Linked DNA regions of Gossypium hirsutum: region 1 is linked to region 2. The links are chromatin contacts, called in public Hi-C maps. All regions are on one chromosome and are shown on one strand. Each heading gives the region's core, a stretch centred on a gene start, on an enhancer-like site or on the middle of the called end of the contact. The rest is flanking DNA. Distances are from core to core; before and after follow the strand shown. Region 1 holds the start of LOC107961717 (pentatricopeptide repeat-containing protein At5g16640, mitochondrial). Region 2 has its middle 31 kb from the start of LOC121231197.

What was found. Hi-C and Micro-C count contacts between places; a contact is called where the count stands out from the background.
Region 1: a Hi-C map of leaf shows a contact between it and region 2, with 2.0 times the contacts expected there. The contact joins the promoter of LOC107961717 here to the enhancer-like site in region 2. A contact is called at or near these places in 3 of 34 Hi-C or Micro-C datasets (hypocotyl, leaf and petal).

The regions. Positions count from the first base shown.
Region 1 is chrA06:44,599,364-44,603,360 of Gossypium_hirsutum_v2.1, forward strand. LOC107961717 (pentatricopeptide repeat-containing protein At5g16640, mitochondrial) reads right to left here and starts at 2,433. Exons shown (of 4, transcript XM_041115400.1): 1 at 2,080-2,433; 2 at 1,600-1,694; 3 at 1,149-1,273; 4 at 348-739. The coding sequence starts at 2,433. The coding sequence ends at 702.
Region 2 is chrA06:44,493,661-44,497,530 of Gossypium_hirsutum_v2.1, forward strand. No RefSeq gene overlaps it. Among protein-coding and RNA genes, the nearest start is that of LOC121231197, 31 kb to the right of the region's middle. Within about 2 kb of position 1,936, at least 2 of the 9 cell types and tissues checked have an H3K27ac peak or open chromatin away from gene starts, as enhancers often do. A contact at or near this core is called in leaf, where this site is marked.

The DNA of each region.
Region 1 (3,997 bases), core at 1,183-3,682, 110 kb after region 2:
GTAAAATGATTTCTGGAAAATGTTTTACTTTTCTGTAAAATGATTTACTGGAAAATATTTTCTGGTGTTTGATTGAATCTGTGTAAAATATTTTCTGCTGTTTGACAGATTTCCTGAAAATATTTTCCGGAAAAGTTGTTTTTACATATATTAATATATATTAATAAATTTTTATATTTTAAATTATTTTACATATATTGCAATGATTTATTTATAATAATACTCAATTATTAAGCTACAATATTAATGGTTATAAATTGAAAAAAACTAATATCAAATAAATTATTTGTAATTGTGTTAAAAAACAAGTATTGAATAATTATAAATTGCTTCGAAACCACAATGAGTACTAGAAATAATATTATCCAAATACATAATTAGTAGTACACCACATAGTAACAACATTGTCCAAGTGCATAATATTACACCACATAAAAGTATCAATATCTTGATACAACATGCGGTGTCTTGATTCTTTCTCTATTTATGAAGTTTATTTATGAAGTTTACTTGTACAAGAGATGTTTGAAAATGCGTAGAACTAGAAGAAAAAAACAAAAATCAGAAACAACGTTGTTACTTCCTGTCATAATGAATCTTTTATCGGTTGAACTGGCTCTTTGATGAAACATTTTCCTTTGTTTTCTGAATCTTCAAAACCACCATAGGCACGGTTCACAGTCCTCCTGTTCCTAGGTAACCTAGACCTCTTGTATTCCGCAGGTCTCAAGTGAGGAATCTGCACATTGAGTAATACCATGTACATCAGGAAGATAGAATATTATGATCAAATGAGAAAATAAACATGCTAAATATCAGTTAGCAAAGTGAAACATGATAGTAAGCAATGGAATTTAAGCTGATTTGTTTGACTTCTATGGCATAGTCCATGAACATCATAAGTAAGAATTGATGCTATGTCTGCATACGAAAGTTAAATTTTACATTTTATTCACTCCTTCGCATCTGGAAATCATTCGTATACAAATTTGTTCTGTTTCAGGAAATATCCAGAGTTGCAATGTAAATCATCATGCAAGTCTAAGCATACTCAGCAACCAAAGACGACTGTGCTCAATCTGATATGTGAACATTAGTTGCTCAAACAATCTCATAACAAGGGTACTAAAAAACCAGAACATTCATACCTTCAGGGTGAGCCATTTTCTGCATAGCAGTCGGAGCAATCATGATAGGCATTGAAATCTTAAATCCCAGGACAGTGGTGGTCATGTCAATCTTGTTAACATCAATAAGAATGCGGGGTCGAAACCTATCATAAAATAAATGAACCATAATAATTAAATGAAAAGATAAAACTAAAACTACTATATAATGCACAAAGAAAAAAGATTGCCAGAAAACTTGGAAGTATGGTCAAATATGAACAATAAACACCAGAAATTAAGCAACGGGTTAAAGCAATAAAACTCCATAAGTATCAGTATTTGGAAGGAGAAGAAGTAGAATTTATTGAAGTTGTGGAGAACCCCTCAAGCAAATAAAACACAATAGATGATATGTACAAAGTAACAGATTCAAAATCAGCAAAGAACAGCAGAAAAACCAAGTATGCAAATAATTTAAGGGAAGACATACTTCTCTTTCCACTCCCAAACTCGTTTTTCAAATTCATCTCTGCCCAATTCTATCCCTTTTATTCCTTCAGAAGCCAACATTCTTTCCACAACCAACTGGGAAAAGAAAAGTAAAATAGGTTCAATTATATATTCCCATTCAACAGGATACAACATATACACTCATTCTCTACACAGAACATTATGTATAAAGAGGGCAGAATATAAATCAACAACAAAGATGGAAACATTATATTTACAAAAGATTACTAGAGATAATACAACCATAAAGATCAATCCTTTTTCCAGAAAACATTATATCGAACATTATATCGAATACACAAACGGCCACAGAAATATTACTTTGATTACAAAGCCTATTAATCAAAGTTGAAAAAATTACAACATCAGGCTCAACACCTAACTTCAGCATTTTCCCCAAAACAGAAAACCCAAAATCAATTCGACCTAATTGACAAAAGCAATTAATCGAGATGCTCACAGAATAAACATCATGGGAAACGCCTAATAATTCCATCTGGCTACACATAGAAACAACAATGACATAATGTTTCATTCTAACAATGGTTGCAAATAATTTAGTGAATTCCACAATTGAAGGCTTTGGGTACTTTTCAATCATCTTATTGAACAAACTCAAAGCATGATCAACATTATCGAAGCAGTGGTCTGTTTTTCCCTTTCCTCTAACAGGCATGGACATGGGTTTCTTACTTAGGCAGTCGATGTGGGTAGCAATGGTGTTAGAAGAAGAAGAAAAAGAGTGGAAATTAGAAAGATGGCTTCCAGCATTAACAATCGAACGAAGAATAAAAGAAGAATGAAGCTTACCCATCATTTGAAAGCAGAAATGGCAGCGACAGTAACAGCCAAAAGAAATGAAAAATAAACGGAGCATAAAAGCAAAAAAGAAATGAAAAATAAACGAAGTAACCGTCGAAAAATAGAATTGCAACGTACCAGCAGCGGTTTCCAGTTCTGAACCAAAATGAAGCTTTCAAGAACGGAAATTTGAAGGAATGAAGGGAGAAGAATGGATGAAGGAAGCTTACTGGATGAAGGGAGAAGAATGCATGAGAGCTTTAGGAAAATGTCTTACGGAGATTGAATCGGTAAGACAATTTCCCAAAATTGTAAGGCATTTTCCCGTGTTTTGGAGTTGATTTTCCAAAAGGAAAATATTTTCCTCCAATCAAACACTGGAAAATGGGGAAAACCAATTCCGGAAAATATTTTCCCCTATCAAACAGACCCTATATTTTGAACCCAGGAAGAAAAATGAAAATGGATGGGCCTGAATTGATCAGTTGTGGCCCATATATTTTTGCCACATTTATGGGCAACCCAAAAACCGATAATTTTATCGTTTCGATACAGGTCGTATTGGCCATTACGTTCCTTTTCAGCCTTCAATTGGTATCAAATAGTTTCAATCAGTTACTATATATGTTCCACTTTTTTGCTAATATTAATTTGTATCAGTACGTATTGATCAACACAAAATTTACTATTTTAATTAAATTTTCAATATTTTTTAACTTAAATATTTTTATAATTATATTTAAAAATATATATAATCATTAAATTAAGTTATTGAACTTTATTATATTTTTGCATATAACTATATTTATATGCATGCAATTAAGGTATATTTGCATGTATATAATATTATTACTATGGTATACTAGGTGAAAGAAATAAAAATAATATAATAGAAATGTTTAAGCGATGATTTTTTAAAGATAATAATAATAATTATTCATACAATAAAAATAAAAATTGTTAATGAGATTTTGATTGCGTTGGCAAGATTGTCATACAATTTTTTTTATTTTATTTAAAAAATTAAATTATTTATATAACTTTATTAATATAATATTTTTATTATTTTTTTCAATTGAATTATATCTAATTCAATTAAATATTTTATATATAAGATATATAAAATATTTAAAATATTGATAAATTTAAAATAATACACGAAACACAATCAATATTAATATTTATCACTAACAAATCTAAAGAATACATTCACACCATACACACTATTTGACTACCTTCCTTCCTTTAAACTCCATCACATGTATATTTGCAGTAAAATTTCCGACAGTGAAGAATGCGAAATATGAACTGAAATATCCTAAAACACATAGTGGGAGTTGGTCGGTGGGGTTCCTATTTTCTGCCATATATAAAATAATGAATGTCACATGCGCTGCAATATATACTAGGTTTTTGGCTTCACATTATATTGGTAAATTTTAGACTAAGCACGAAATTCACATGCTTAATTGCTTATCCATTGTCATCATTTTATTTTATCTTTCCCTTTTACATATATGTATATATAATAACTAGTGGACGGTGTTAGGCACAAATTTGGTCTGGTCAACTTGGCA
Region 2 (3,870 bases), core at 686-3,185:
ATAGTATCGTGAATGAGCTCTCCCCAACAACATACCATTACGAAAGCAACTACTCAATGCTCGTCCAATGACCTTGCCATAAGTGTGTTACATTCATATGATATCCTTGATCTCTTTGAGATAATATTCGTTTTCCCAATATGATTCTATTTTATCCCATGGTAACTATTACATCTTCCTTCATGAAAAATCAATTATTATCGAATAGTAATTAAGTCATTCATCACAAAGAAGAAAGACCCATGGCCATGTTTACTTTTCATCAACCATGTAATACCAATGAGAGGATATCATTTACCCATGTCTCGAGCTATGAATTCCATTATTATGAATGGTGCTACATATTGCAGAAGTCGTACACCCAATACACCAACTTTTGGTTCCTTATCTATTTGAACTCAGGCTTTTACTTACATCAAAGCCATCCAGTCAGGATTTAGCTATATCACACATAAATGTCTCAAGTGAATTAATCCATAAACGATTTAAGGATCTATTCTGCTTGGGTCTTATCTGATGGACTGTCAGTCCAGTCAGTCACATTTATGTCTTTATCTTCTAGGTGTCATCCGTTCTAATGCCCAAGACAAGACATCTCCTTAATTAGACTTGATAGATGACATATTAGTCTTTCAATCTGTTTGCTCATTTTCGATTAGACTAAGGATAAGTTTAGATTCGTCTACTAATATAAGTTGTCTTTCTGTATTACGATCCAACCACATAATACCGCTTAATATTAGTTAAACATTAGACAACAAGTGAACAAAAATTTTCTTCCATTTCGCTTTACGTGCAAAAACCATGTGAGGACATTATACAAAATATTATTGTAATTTACGAATACTTTTATTAGCCAATCTGTTCGAAAAAATTACAAGTATACTTAGACAAAAATGCTACACTTAGGGCACCAAATTCAACAAAAAGAGGTTATGAGCTTTAGTCAGTAAAGATGGTTTATTATGATTGATTTAATTTGGTGATTAAATAAGAGTATATCATGAATAAAGCTTTGCAGACTTAAGATTATTGTGTCTGAATTGCGTAAACAAAGTTTAATTGTATCACTTATTTACCCTTAGCTTATTTTCATACTCGGACATTTTTCATTCCAATTGTCATTACGACCAACATTAAATCTTCGTATCTGCAGGTTAATTTTATTTCAACCTTATTTAAAATTTTAACTCAATTGTTAATAATCGTTTGCTTTTACTAATTACTATAACTATGAATTGCGAAGTACAAACACCAAAATTACCCGAATTAAAGTGAAGGGTATCATTAACGGCAAAGACAAAAAATATGTTATAATAAACATATTATTGAAGGCAAAAGCAAAAGTTATTAATATTTATAGTAAAATTTTCAGCTAAAATAAACTCGAATTTCCTTTACTAGAGTTTAAACCCTCTAGTTTTATTTCTAAATATTTAGTCTTTAATATTTTTTAATTTTAAAATTTATATCAAATTATTAATACTGTTAAAATTCATTTGTTAAATCTGTTAATATGATATTTTAAAATAAAAAAAGCTCACATGATAATCATATAATACAAAAAATATGTTATAATAAACTTATATTTAATAGAAGAATTTTTTACAATATTAATAATTGACAATATTAATAGTTAGACTTACATTTTTTAATCCGTAAAATAGATAAAGCTAATTTTTTTGAAATAAAAGGAAGACTAAACTTTAAAAGCACGAAGAGTACATGAATTTAATTTATATTTTAATCAAAATTTTCAAACTCGTGAAGTACCACAATAAAATAAAGGAACTAATTTTAAATTTTGAATAAAATAGAGGGAGTGTTCATTGACTTTGACCAAACACAAAAGCTGGAGTGTATATATATCAGGTTGGGGTTGCTTTGAAATGAAGAAAATCTATTAGTGTGAATCAGTGGGAGTTGGGCCTCCTTGAGAGCTTAAAACCATCTCAGCGATATATGCTTTATACCCAAAAAAATATCCCCGTCAAATGGCCCATCCTGCCTAGGCTATTTCAATCTACCACCAAAATTGTTCCTTGTGTGAGAAATAATAATAAATTAAAAAATATGAGAAAATGAAAAAAATAATAATATTTTATTAAAATTTATTTACAAAATATATATATATATATAAGATATGAGAAAGTGAAAAAAAAATGACGAAAACTTTAAAGAAACAGAAAGTTATATTGTGGGAGAGGAATGAGACTCAAAAAATAGGATTGAATAAAAAATTAGATTCATTTAAGATATGGGCGGTGTTTAAGTTTCTATATCCAAAACTTAAGCTTAGCCCAACACAACTTGTTTTCAAATTCATAGTATATATTTTTCATTTAGTTTATATGTTATGTAATTTATATCATAAAAAATAATTAAGCATAATTATGTTATTTGATTAAATCTTGTTTTCTTAAAACTATTTATTTATTAAATTTAATCTTATTAGTATAATATTTTATTCTATTCTATCTTATATAATTTTGGATAAAAAATTCATGAATAATTATTTGATACGTTGATAGTGGAAAATTTTAACTCCACAAGTGGGTTGAGATTTTGCCATGTCTTTAAGTTGTACTTAAAAAATAAACAAATTGACAAAATCTCAACCCTACTTATGAAATAATTTTTTTTCCCAATGTCTAACCAAATAATTACACCAAATTAAATCTAATAACTTGGATATCTCACATTTTAACCAAAAAAGAGATAATTTATTAAATGATAGCAACAAATTTATCATGAGAAAAAAAAATGATTGTTTGAAAAGTTAGCATGGTAGTTAATATCTAGCTCCTAAATTAGCCCATCTTCTCATCATGTCTATTGCCTAATAATAATTAAGCTCTTGTTTTATAGTAATCATAGCATTAACAAAACAACTTCACTAATTAATTATCCTCTGATGATTGGAGAACAGGAGACAAAAGAGAAAATTAAAAGAAACTTGATTTTTTCAATCAATCAGATTATTGCATTAATCTGATAAGCTGTATGTATAGATCAAATGGTACTTAATTATCATGCTTTTTTACTTTTTCCTTAGTTACATTCAAATCCAACCAAGCCCCAAAAACCATTAAGTGAAGCAATCATTATCTTCTAGGTAAGATGGAATTTCTATGGGTCTAATCAATACTTATTTATATATATATAAAAGGTAAATTTCACCAAACATTCTCGAATTAGCGGTTAAATTTTAAATTAACCTCCTCGATATTGTATTATTAATCATGCACTTTCGTCGGTCTATTAATCAAATATAGGTTAAATGCTAGTTTCGTGTTTGAATTAAGTATATGTATCACACGGGTAACTCTGATTTTGATATATTAGAGAAAAATAAATAGTGTTAATAAAATTTTAGAAAGGTGATTCTTTTTCTTAATGCATCAGTTTTAAATTATTTGTGCAATAAGGATATAAATTAATGTTTACACCTTGATTCACGCGATTTAAATATGCTCATCGTCATATTTAAATTGATATTTATTAGTATACAAATTAGTAATTAGGCTAGTAGAAAGACCTAATCAATAGGATATTGCTATTTTGAAAATTCAATTACATTATTTTAAAATTTATTAACTAATTTAGAATCTAATTCATAACTTGAGAACATTTGATGTAGAGACCGCAAATAATCTTATATACATTCAATGAACTAGATGATGAAACATTATTAAAAATAAAATCAATTAAATTTATTTTTAATGATATGTTATTATTTGATTCGATAATAATATATAAAACGATTGTGTTCCATTTGTGAGATGGACAATCCCCACTATTTTGAAAGCTTCATTTGTTTTGTTGATAAGATAAAAAAAGAAATGGATGAGATCTATGATTCTCCAATTC